Regions from separate parts of the Mus musculus genome. Here regions 1 and 2 are each linked to region 3. A link is a contact called in public Hi-C and HiChIP or PLAC-seq data. All regions are on one chromosome and are shown on one strand. The core of a region is the stretch at or near the end of the contact, and the rest is flanking DNA. Distances in the headings are between cores, read along the strand shown. Region 1 overlaps Akt3 (thymoma viral proto-oncogene 3). Region 2 holds the start of Akt3 (thymoma viral proto-oncogene 3). Region 3 overlaps Sdccag8 (serologically defined colon cancer antigen 8).

Region 1 (3,182 bases), core at 335-2,834, 160 kb after region 3:
AAGCACAGATTAGAGTTGTTGGAGAAGAAACTGAAAATAAAATACATTTTCCCCCTAGAAAGACCAGACTTGACTTCTTTATGAGGAGTAGAAAATAACCCTTTCAGAAAAACATTATCATGGACCTAAAGCTATCAGGATGCCGGCCTTTCAACCACACTTCAGGCATTTTTACTTAACAAATATGCAACAAGACCTTACATGTTTAAAATGGCGAGAGTATACCAAAACTCAAAATAAGCAATCTTTCTTATTAATTCTTCTAGCAGTTTCTTTTTTAATTAAAAATTCCTACAGAGTTTTAAAGGGGAAATTTAAAAACTGAGGCTCTCTCTTTTAGTCATTTCATTCATACTGCTATTCAACTTTTACCAAAAACTGAAGTATTCTTAAAAAAAAAAAAAAAACTTGGAAAACCTCTATATAACATCACTGTATCATTCAATTATCTGAGATGAAAGGAAAACATTTGAATAAATACACTTACTTCTACATATGTACCTAAGAGGATTCTAGATATTCAAAAATCTAAGACCTAATGCCACAAAAGGCCAAGGGGGGAAAAAAAATCAACTCATTAATGCTTGATGAGGATTCCAGCCATTAAAAGACACAAAAACAAAGAGAAAGAATATTATTTTTAAAAATAAGGCCAATGTAACTCACACCTCCTCTCTCTCTGTCTCTCTGCCTCTCTCTCTCTCTCTCTCTCTCTCTCTCTCTCTCTCTCTTTCTTGCAGCACAGGGAACATCTGGGTTTAAAGTTTTATAGAATTACTCAAGAAAATAAATGTGATATTAAGTTAATTAAGTTACTCTAGTAGTAAACTATAGAATAAATCAACCCACTTTCAAATGATAGTTTTAAGTGCTGCCCAGTTAAATTGTCAGTGGAATCATTAAGAAGATGGTAACTGAACTAAAAGATTACTAATCAAAAGTTTTTGTTACCAGTTAGAAATTCACATCAAACATTAATGAACTGGGTTTTCTACTGTCTTTGTAGAAAAGTAAGAAAGTTTATATTGCCATTTAAGAAAGTTTTTTTTTAAAGCTTAGACGTGAACAAGAGAAGGAAGAGGAAGTATTACACTCCTAAACTAATTAACAAAATCAGAGGAGGGGGACATGCAGGAAAACAATGATAATTAGTATGTACCCTTGGTTAACCAAATGCACACATACATTCATTCTGTATATGCACAAACATCAGCAGCATCATAAACCGTCTCCAGCTCTAGCTATTATTCAGTTCGACATCTGCACATGTTTATGCGTCTCTCCAAACAACCTCTTGAACACCCTGCTGGAGCTGTCATTTTTTTCTTCTCCCTATCTGGCAGATGGCAAGTCAACAATCGGCATCAACAGCAGCCGAATATCTCCCCCTTTACCGCCCCCCCCCCAAAACAGACACAATAATAACTTCTTTGTGCTTCCCTACAATGCAGCTGCTTAAACCATTTCGTTACAAGGCTGCTTTGCCTTAATAAAAAAAAAAAATCCCTTCTGTCAAGTCTAAAAAGCAGCATAATGTTAAGCAAGCTAAAGCCACAGCACAGCTGCAAACGGGCAGACACATTGACAGCTCCTCCCTTAACAAAGCCCTGTGAATTGAAGGGGTTCATCTGAGGCTCACACAGTAATTAGTATAAAAAAAAAGTCCGACAGCCTCTATTATGCTAAGGAAAAAAAAAAACTGGACAGAACTGGGCTGCTGTTTTGCGTCAAGAGTTCTGTTGCAGAGTAGATAAATCATGTTGGGTTTTTTTCCTCTCTTTTTAAAGACAGTAATAAGGAGGATGAGAGAAGCTAATTTGAAAACTTGGACACAGTAATTGTACCATATGGTGAGCATTTATCCTTTCTGAAATGCACGCTAACAGTCACTTACATGCATACTGCTTTGTTTTACAGTTGTTATTCTCTCTACCATATTCATAAAATGGATTTGAATATCTGATACCAAGAGAAGTTTTGTGTAATTAGCAACAGAACTGCCTAGGTTTAATTTATTGGCCTAGCACAGCAATCTAGTAAAATGCAAAACAAAATTAAACAATGAGTCCACTTTGTAAAGTGTCTTTCTTAACTCTTAAAAAAAAAAAACTTAACAAATACAAGTTCATTGAAGTGTTTTTAAGTTGTTAGTAATTCAGAAAATTCCAACAAAATAAAGTATGATAGTGGATAAGATTTCTACAGCAACCTCAGAGATAAGGCCTCCATGAGAATGACCTTTTACTAATCTCATCTGTTTAATTTCATTAATGCACATAGAACTCTCACTCATACATATTAGTAAACCTAGAAGAAACACTTCCTTCTATGTGCCCTAGAACTGTTTTGTTTTGTTAGAAATTCTGCTATTACATAGTACTGTGCCAAGCACTGTTCTAGACTGACAAAATACAGTATAGAATAGTTTTCTCACTCACTCACTCACTCACTCACTCACTCACACACACACACACAAATACATATATAATTTATGCTTGATATGTATAAACTATAAAAATATAAATAAGCATATTTATGCTTAGATATAGATACACTCTAATATTTTTGTCCACTTCAAAATTCTTTAACATCTCACTGCTTAAAAAAAAAAGACTTTAACAGCATTAATAAACTGTTATCAAGCTCTAACATCCAACTTTTCTTTTGACAAAAAAAATAAAAACCTAGAAAATTATGTTCCATTAGTTTACTGGTTTAAACACTGGTAAATTTACTTTAATGGGATCAATGTTCCTCTTCAGATAGTGTGTTTACCTAACTACTATCATCTATGTTCTAAACACATACTATTCAACTAGAACTCATGGGAATCCTCAAAGTTTCTAGGGAAGTAAAAGCAGCCGTCTAAGCGACTACAATTTGCTGCAAGTATCCTTCTGATCAATGTGGGGGACATTTAAAGTAAAATTTTTAAAGAAACATTATTCCAACAAACCTCCTCCCCAAAAAACTCTAACTAGACTACACTTTGAAATATATTTATCAGTGATAATACTATCCCAACACTCTAGAAGATTTGGCCTATTCTAGAAATTAGACATAATTATAGTCAGAAGAAACAAGGAACTCCATCCAGCAAATACCAACAATCAATTTCTATAATGCATTTCTACCTTGGCTTAAAAGACATAAAATTTATCCTTTACTACTGTATAGTAGCT
Region 2 (3,343 bases), core at 204-2,703, 250 kb after region 3:
TATTAAAAAGACAAAGCCAGGAGTGGTAAAACATGCCTATAACCCCAGTTCTCAAGAGACCTAGACAGGAGAATCATCAAGTTGAATAACTACCTGAGCTACATAGTAAGTCTAACTGCAACTTGGGTATAAAGTGAGATTCTGTTTCAAAAAGAAAATTAGTTAAAAATAAACAAATAAATGAAGAATAGTATTTCCTGAAGTAGTTCTTCTTTTCACATAAACGACATGGATAAAGCAGTGAAGTGTGAGTAGGAAAGAAACTAGACACAAAAGACCATGGGTTTTATGAGTCCACTGAACTGAAATCTTTGAAAATCATAATTATAGTAAGAGACAACACATCAGGTGATTGCCAAAGTTGAAAGAGAAGCAGTGAACTAAAAGCAACATGGAAAGAACTTTTTAGAGTGATAGAAATGTTCTATTTTAGGCCTGTAGTGTTTGTTACATCACCACAAATGTACACCATAAAAAGGCACAACCCATTAAAAGGGTTTTTTGGAATATTTATTGTATGTAAATTATAACTTGATAAGGCCTATTTTAAAATTCCATTTAAAAACTGACAACAGCTCTTTAGCCTAAGCATTAACCAAAGATTTTCAAAGAAATGAAAGTCAGTGGTTAGAGGTAACTTTCAACTCTCAAATAGGGCCAAAAGGATTCCTCAGTCTACTGAATCTGGCCATGTACGTAGACAGGTATAATTGCTGAGCAACTAGCCTAAAGTCCAGATCTCTAATAAACATATAGATTAAGTAAGGAGGTGATCACTCACATTATAAACTAAATTTTATAGCAGTTATTTAATAATAAAAATAATGCCTTTATCAAAAAAGAGTGGACAGGAAATATACAGTAAAAGTAGATCATGTAAACAAAAAATATAAAATTAAACAAAAAAAATCACTGTCCACATTTGAATTTTTATATAAGAGCTTTAATTTACCTAATTTATGGGTCTGTTTAGTCTAACAGTTTAAATGTAAGCCCTCGCCTTACTATATTAATTCTTTATGCTACCATACAAATTTACACAGAGCCATATTTTTATCTAAATATCAATATATCATTTATAGACACAAGAGTTCATTTCTATGTTAAATTCTGTAAAGTCTGTTGAATCTGAAGACATTATAGAAAAATACATTACTAACATGCATGCATGCAAAAATCTAACGTCATAATTATAAACTACAAAAAAAAAAGAATTAGAAGGAAATCCCTAAATAAGCAGACTCCTAACATACATGGTAAAGTTTCTTTCAGCCCTATCAGACAGCACTTCCCACTTGATTCAACAGCGCCAGAGGAAAGACCAACTCTCAGCACCCACTCACAGCTCAGCACTTAACTTACCCCTCTTCTGAACCCAACCTTCTTTCACAATGGTAACATCGCTCATGATGGCTCCCCTCTGAGCCCCCCAACTTGGAGAAATGGTGCTTTGCAGGTCAGTTTTAGGGTTTGGATTCGCTGCTGCTGCTGCTGCTGCTGCTGCTGCTGCTGCTGCTGCTGCTGCTGCTGCTGCTGCCGCCCTTCCCACTCTCTAGTGATGACTCAGCCTGGAAGGAAGTATTGAAGAAAGAATTTCTTTTTTTTTTTTCCATTCTTGAACTCACATAGCAATAACAAACAACTAAGTCTTTGTAAATGTCTTCAATTGGCCTGACCGCACATAAAGTCTAGCTTCTCAAACATGGGGGGATTAATAAATGGTTCTATGAATACACTGCTCTGGTCTTGTGGCAGATGTTAAATGATAGTGAAATATTTAACTTAAGAGACTGAAATTAAATGTCCTAACAAAATAACTGTCAGATCTACAAATATACAGAAAGCACATTTTGTACTGTGTATTTGGGATGAAGGGGAGAAAGAATGAAAGTTGAGTGGCCCACATCCCTTTAATTTCAAAAATCATTATAGTTTTAATTGCTTTATTTTATGTAAAATACAATGTTGCAAGAAACTAACATTCATATAATCTGCCTTGTTCTAAAAATATTTTAGGTAAATTACATTAAGTATACAACATTATTTCCTTGGGTAGATACAAAAAGTAGAACAAAGGAAATATAAAAGTAGAAAAGACATGCCAAAATTGTTCATCTGTCATTCTCTGATAATCTTTACAACTCTGTTAGGACACTCGGCCTTCATTTCACAGAACTGTGAGCCTGGGGCTCAAAGAGAATAACTAATTGCTAGATTTCAAGGTAGTAAGCTGTAGAGCCAAAATCTGAATTTGGAGTACCTCACTCCTAAATTGGCACTCTTCATTTCAAAACTCTACTTGTGAAAGTCAAAAATTTGGAATGAAATGTTTTAGGAAAACTGCTAATTCAAAACCATGATAGGTTTCAGTATTAATGTCTGTAATACAAAAAAGACGAGAGCTGCTGAGAAGAAAACAGTGTTTCCTAAGATATTAACCAGAAGTTTATCCCCTAGGTCTTTACATGATAACTTAGTAAAAGGTTTCTTCAAGGCATCCTTACATAGAGCAATAAGCTTAATGAACTGCACTATTATTGTCCCTACCAATCTAAGAGGGGAAATGTTGCCACAGAACTTTGTGAAAGTGCTTCCACATTTGCAAAAATATGGGCCAGATAACCAGTCTTAAGTGACACACAACATAAACTTTAAGTAAACAGAAAAAAAAAATAGGTACATAGACTAATTGTACTATTCTATGAAGTCGGACCTTCATAAATATGTATAGAATTAAATTCAAGGTTGAATTCCCAGATAGTACTTAACTAGATTACAATTCCTCTTCCAATACAAATTATGTGCAAATTCTACCCGTTCATCAATCAGTGACCAAAAATAGACATCCTCTATACAACCTGACAAAGGCTCCACAGAAGACCACCCTCTCATGGGCTCTGCACATATGTCATGCACAATACATAAAGACAGGGACAGGACTACTCAAAATCATAATTATGGGGATGTGTTGCTGCAGAATAAAGAAGGATACTGTAATCTGGGTCTCTTTCCCAAAATTATGATTGTTCGATAGAGTGTTGAACTAAAAGAAACTAGATAAAGTAAGTCCTTTGTTAAAGTTGTTTGGGAAATGTTTACAATTTTGTCCCCATGAAATATCTCTACTAACATTAAATATTCTAAAATAAGAGATAATTTACCAATAATTCCCACACTGAGTACTGACAGAGGAAGCAGTCATATTATTTAAAGTAATACCCAGTTCACATTAAAAACAATACAAACAGGAAAAAAAATAAAAGCTCTAGAGTATAGCATCAAAATATTTTATTTTGATTGACATCATATCGTGAAAAACCCAACTGACTACATATTATAGAGC
Region 3 (3,600 bases), core at 1-2,500:
TTTCATGGTAAGACATATAGCTTTGATGTAATGTGCCTAAGCCATATTCCTTCACAGCATTAAACATCAGCTCACTAAAAACCACTGCTCTCTGTAACATGCAGCCCTAGGCCGCAAAGACATTTCTAAAGATAGAACCCTCAACCCTGTCCTCAAGGTGGCTCAGCCGGCTGTGGCTGTGTGGCTGTGTGGCTGTGTGTGCAGACACTGTGGCTGTGCGGCTATGCGCATGGATGCTGCGGCTGTGTGCATGGATGCTGCGGCTGTGTGCACGGATGCTGCTGACTTCCTGTCTCAGAGCTCTGCTTCTCAGGCCATTCCTCATGCTTTACATTTCAGTTACAAGAACTTTTTATTCCTGTTGTAGATTGTAAGTAATGGATTTACAGTTTGGTTCCCCTGTCTGCATACTGGTTCTAGCCAGTTGGTGTTACTGCTCTCTGGCCCACAGTATGGGCCCTATGAACAATGCTACCTGCATAAGCAGACCTAGCATCCCTTGTGAGACCTGTGTTGGGCCTTGGAGTTTGGCAACTTCCTACGTATAGATGTTTGCTAAAGACTTTTTTATTGATGTTGTTTCCTTCCCTCCCTCCAAACATGAGTCTCTTCCTCTGTCAAACTGAAATAAGGACCTGTCTCTCGTGGTCTCGGGCGAGGCAAGGGAAGACATGCTTCAGACAGCATGCACAGCACCCAAGGCGTGCCTCTCCCTTCCGGTGTTCTCCGGTGTTCTCCGTTGGCCTCAGCAGGATAGTCACTTCCTTCCTGCCTTTACCACATTCCCACAGACACGAGGAATTGCGTGTGGTTAGCCAACACAAGGTCCAAACCAAATTACACGGAGGTCAGACACTTAGTTTGCTCCTCTTGTGGCACTGAGACAGCCCCACCTGCTGAGTGCCAGGCACCCAGAAACAGAGGCGGTCACTGTGCCCCTCGCCTGCACTTATCAGTACTTTGTTCCTAAGGCTTTCATCATGGCCGTGAATCTGTCCTACGTATCTGTGCAGAAGAAATCTGCCAGTTTCCCTGGTGTCTCTGACCGTGGGCCTGATAGACTATTTTCTCCCCTCTCCCCCACCCTCAACTGTTCACGGTTACAGAGAGCCAGGTTTCAGTCATCAGACAGTTGAATAGACTGTCTCACTGGGGGCCAGATTCCAAGGAGACAGCCCATGGACTCACAGGCCAGGAGAGCCAGGATTGCAACAGTGTCAACAGTCTCTGCTCATCACACCAAAAAAGCCCCTTGTGGAGCTGCCTCATTAGCATACAGCCGCTATGCTAGCTAACAAAGCCAGCTCAGGGTCTGTTCCTCTCAGTGTGTCTGTCTTCCTTGACCGAAAAGAAACTACTCAAGCCAGGGAGGAGGCTCGTTGGTAGAAGACTGCATTGAAAGAATCCCACTAGGCCATTCAGAAGTGGTTTTAAAATAATCAATTTTTTGGGAGACAAGACTCTATGTTTTATTTTTCAAATTTTGTTTTAAAATCATCAATAGGTCAAAAAAAGAAAAAAAAAAAAAGAAAATCGCCATGCCCCACAGTTAAAAATGGTGGAGTCCCAAATAATTCCTGGTCATCCCCTTAAAAGCCTTGTTGTGTCAGAGTGAGTAAGAGGAGCCTCCAGCCAGGCAGGGGCACAGTGAGCCTCCTCTCAGGCTGCCTTCCTAGCCCTCTTTTGTTGGGGGATGGAGGGAAGGAGAAAGGCAGAAACAGATGTGCTGCTAGAAGATCTACAGGCTTCTGCCAACCATATGGCATCTTAAAGAAAGATGGTTGGAGCGTCTGGATTAGCAAAGAGTCGGAATGGGGAGCCATGTGTCGCGTTGGTACAGGCAGTTGTTTGAGCTCTCTCTAAATGGCTTCAGGAGATTGTGTAATGGAACAAATGGTCCTGAGAGCAGGGGAGCAGCCTTGCCGCTGCTGGAGAGGCAATTGGCCCTGGGGCGGCGGCTGCTTTCCTCCCTGCCCGCAGCATCAAGTATTCTTTTAATGTTCTTCGAACTCTGAGAATTGACTAGAACTTTTCAACTATTAATTACAAGGCTGGGTTCTCTGGGCTCTAGGCCCCTGTGAACTCTCCTCTCTGCCCCCAATTTGGTAATTAATTAGTCATGTTGCAGCCCTGCTCCCGTGTGCTGTTCCTCTGTCCTCCGCAGGGCTCCAGGCTCAGTCCTACAGTTCTCAGGGCCTTGACAAATGCCTTTTGCAGGAAGGCTGTCTAACTCCCAGGGGCCTGTGTGTCCATCCTGATCCCAGGAGATAGACAAATCTGTGGAGGCCATAGTGAGCACATGAGAGCATACCCTCCCACTGTTGTAGGTCTTCCAGTCTCTACCAGTGAAGTCACTGCACTGTTAGGCCATACCTGCCATTCCCTGGCTCATCTGAGAGCTCAGATGCTATTTTATAGTTCAGAATAAGCATAAACTGAGCGCTGAGACCTAGGGTACTGGCAGTACATGGCCATCGCAAGGCAAGCATTGTGCTCTGTTGCTGAGAAGAGGACTTTGTACATGCAGTAAAATCGCCAGTGGCTGGAAAAGTTAGTTCATAGCTAACTCTGAGGCTCAGATGTGACAAAAGTTGGCTTATAGAAGGTCGAATGGCTGAGAACAACCAAGGAAGCAGTGGGTTGACCTGAGAGAAGCATTCAGCAAATCTTCATTAACCTTTGAGAGCTCTGAGAGTGACTGGTGAGTCAGCTCCTGGCCTTTCTGAGCCCTGTGGGAACAGAGCATACCGAATATTGATGCCTTGCCTATCATGTCTGACCCCAGCTGGACGCCCTCCCCACACACAGAACCAAGGAAAGGGTAGAATTGACATAGTGAGCTGACCACTTGGATCAGCACATAAAGCTATTCACCGTGCAAGCCTGGTGCTCTGAGTTCGATACCCATCAAGGTAGAAGGAGAGAACCAACTCCATAAAGTTGTTTTCTGAATTTTCACATATATTACACACGCATGCATGCATGCATGCATGCAGACAGACAGACACACACACAGACACAGGTGCACACACATATCATACTCATATGTACACATGCACATTAAAATAATAAAAACATGAAAAACCAGAGCCATGTGAGGTGTGTGTCTAGCACAGCTTCCCTCAGAACATGGAACAGCCACAGTGCGTTCTTCTTTGTCTGTTGTAGCAACACACAGCCTCCTGCAGAAAGAAGGTGGAAGCCAGGTCCTGTGTAACTAGGTTGGAGTAGCAGAAAGGCGGTTAGAGATGGCATGTGTCTGCAGACTGGCATGGTTTCTGGCTTTGTTCTTGTTAAATGGGGTCATCTAGAAATCCTGTGGAGATTCTTAACAAGGACATCTTAAATAACTATTGGTGTTTGTGTTGTAAATTGTGCTCTTACACACTTGAGCACGCCAGCTTCTCTCTTTTTTTTCCTCCCCAAGCCCATTTTTTGCTAACACATTGAAGGTTAGGATATTCTTACTCTGTCTTGTGAATTTGGGATTCATTGGGGGCCTGTATCTGTGAAAAGCCTAATTCTGATTGTTATTCGCCAATTAGAAGAAACTGTCAATCGGATCCCATTTTCTTTCCAAGTGTACACAGCCTGGAATTT

Evidence for each region. A called contact is a pair of places that touch in the nucleus more often than the background predicts. HiChIP or PLAC-seq counts read pairs in DNA pulled down with a chosen protein or histone mark.
Region 1: a contact with region 3 is called in an H3K4me3 HiChIP or PLAC-seq map of embryonic forebrain, with 2.6 times the contacts expected there. The contact joins two enhancer-like sites. A contact is called at or near these places in 3 of 484 Hi-C or Micro-C datasets (the HPC-7 cell line, group 2 innate lymphoid cells and nephron progenitors), 3 of 115 datasets of contacts at active chromatin or transcription factors (bone marrow-derived macrophages, embryonic basal ganglia and embryonic forebrain) and 2 of 9 other capture datasets (adipose tissue and pancreatic islet).
Region 2: a Hi-C map of pre-B cells shows a contact between it and region 3, with 2.5 times the contacts expected there. The contact joins the promoter of Akt3 here to the enhancer-like site in region 3. A contact is called at or near these places in 10 of 484 Hi-C or Micro-C datasets (the C10 cell line, the N1E-115 cell line, cerebellum and 5 more), 10 of 115 datasets of contacts at active chromatin or transcription factors (astrocytes, bone marrow-derived macrophages, differentiating embryonic stem cells and 6 more) and 3 of 9 other capture datasets (adipose tissue, liver and pancreatic islet).

The regions. Positions count from the first base shown.
Region 1 is chr1:177,149,132-177,152,313 of GRCm38.p6, forward strand. The region is part of intron 1 of Akt3 (thymoma viral proto-oncogene 3); the gene reads right to left. Among named protein-coding and RNA genes, the nearest start is that of Akt3, 98 kb to the right of the region's middle. Within about 2 kb of position 1,585, at least 80 of the 459 cell types and tissues checked have an H3K27ac peak or open chromatin away from gene starts, as enhancers often do. A contact at or near this core is called in the HPC-7 cell line and embryonic forebrain, where this site is marked.
Region 2 is chr1:177,247,314-177,250,656 of GRCm38.p6, forward strand. It overlaps Akt3 (thymoma viral proto-oncogene 3), which reads right to left and starts at 1,454. Exons shown (of 13, transcript NM_011785.4): 1 at 1,363-1,454. The coding sequence starts at 1,408.
Region 3 is chr1:176,993,106-176,996,705 of GRCm38.p6, forward strand. All of the region lies in intron 16 of Sdccag8 (serologically defined colon cancer antigen 8), which reads left to right. Among named protein-coding and RNA genes, the nearest start is that of Gm15423, 54 kb to the left of the region's middle. Within about 2 kb of position 1,251, at least 147 of the 459 cell types and tissues checked have an H3K27ac peak or open chromatin away from gene starts, as enhancers often do. A contact at or near this core is called in the HPC-7 cell line, astrocytes, cerebellum and 8 more, where this site is marked.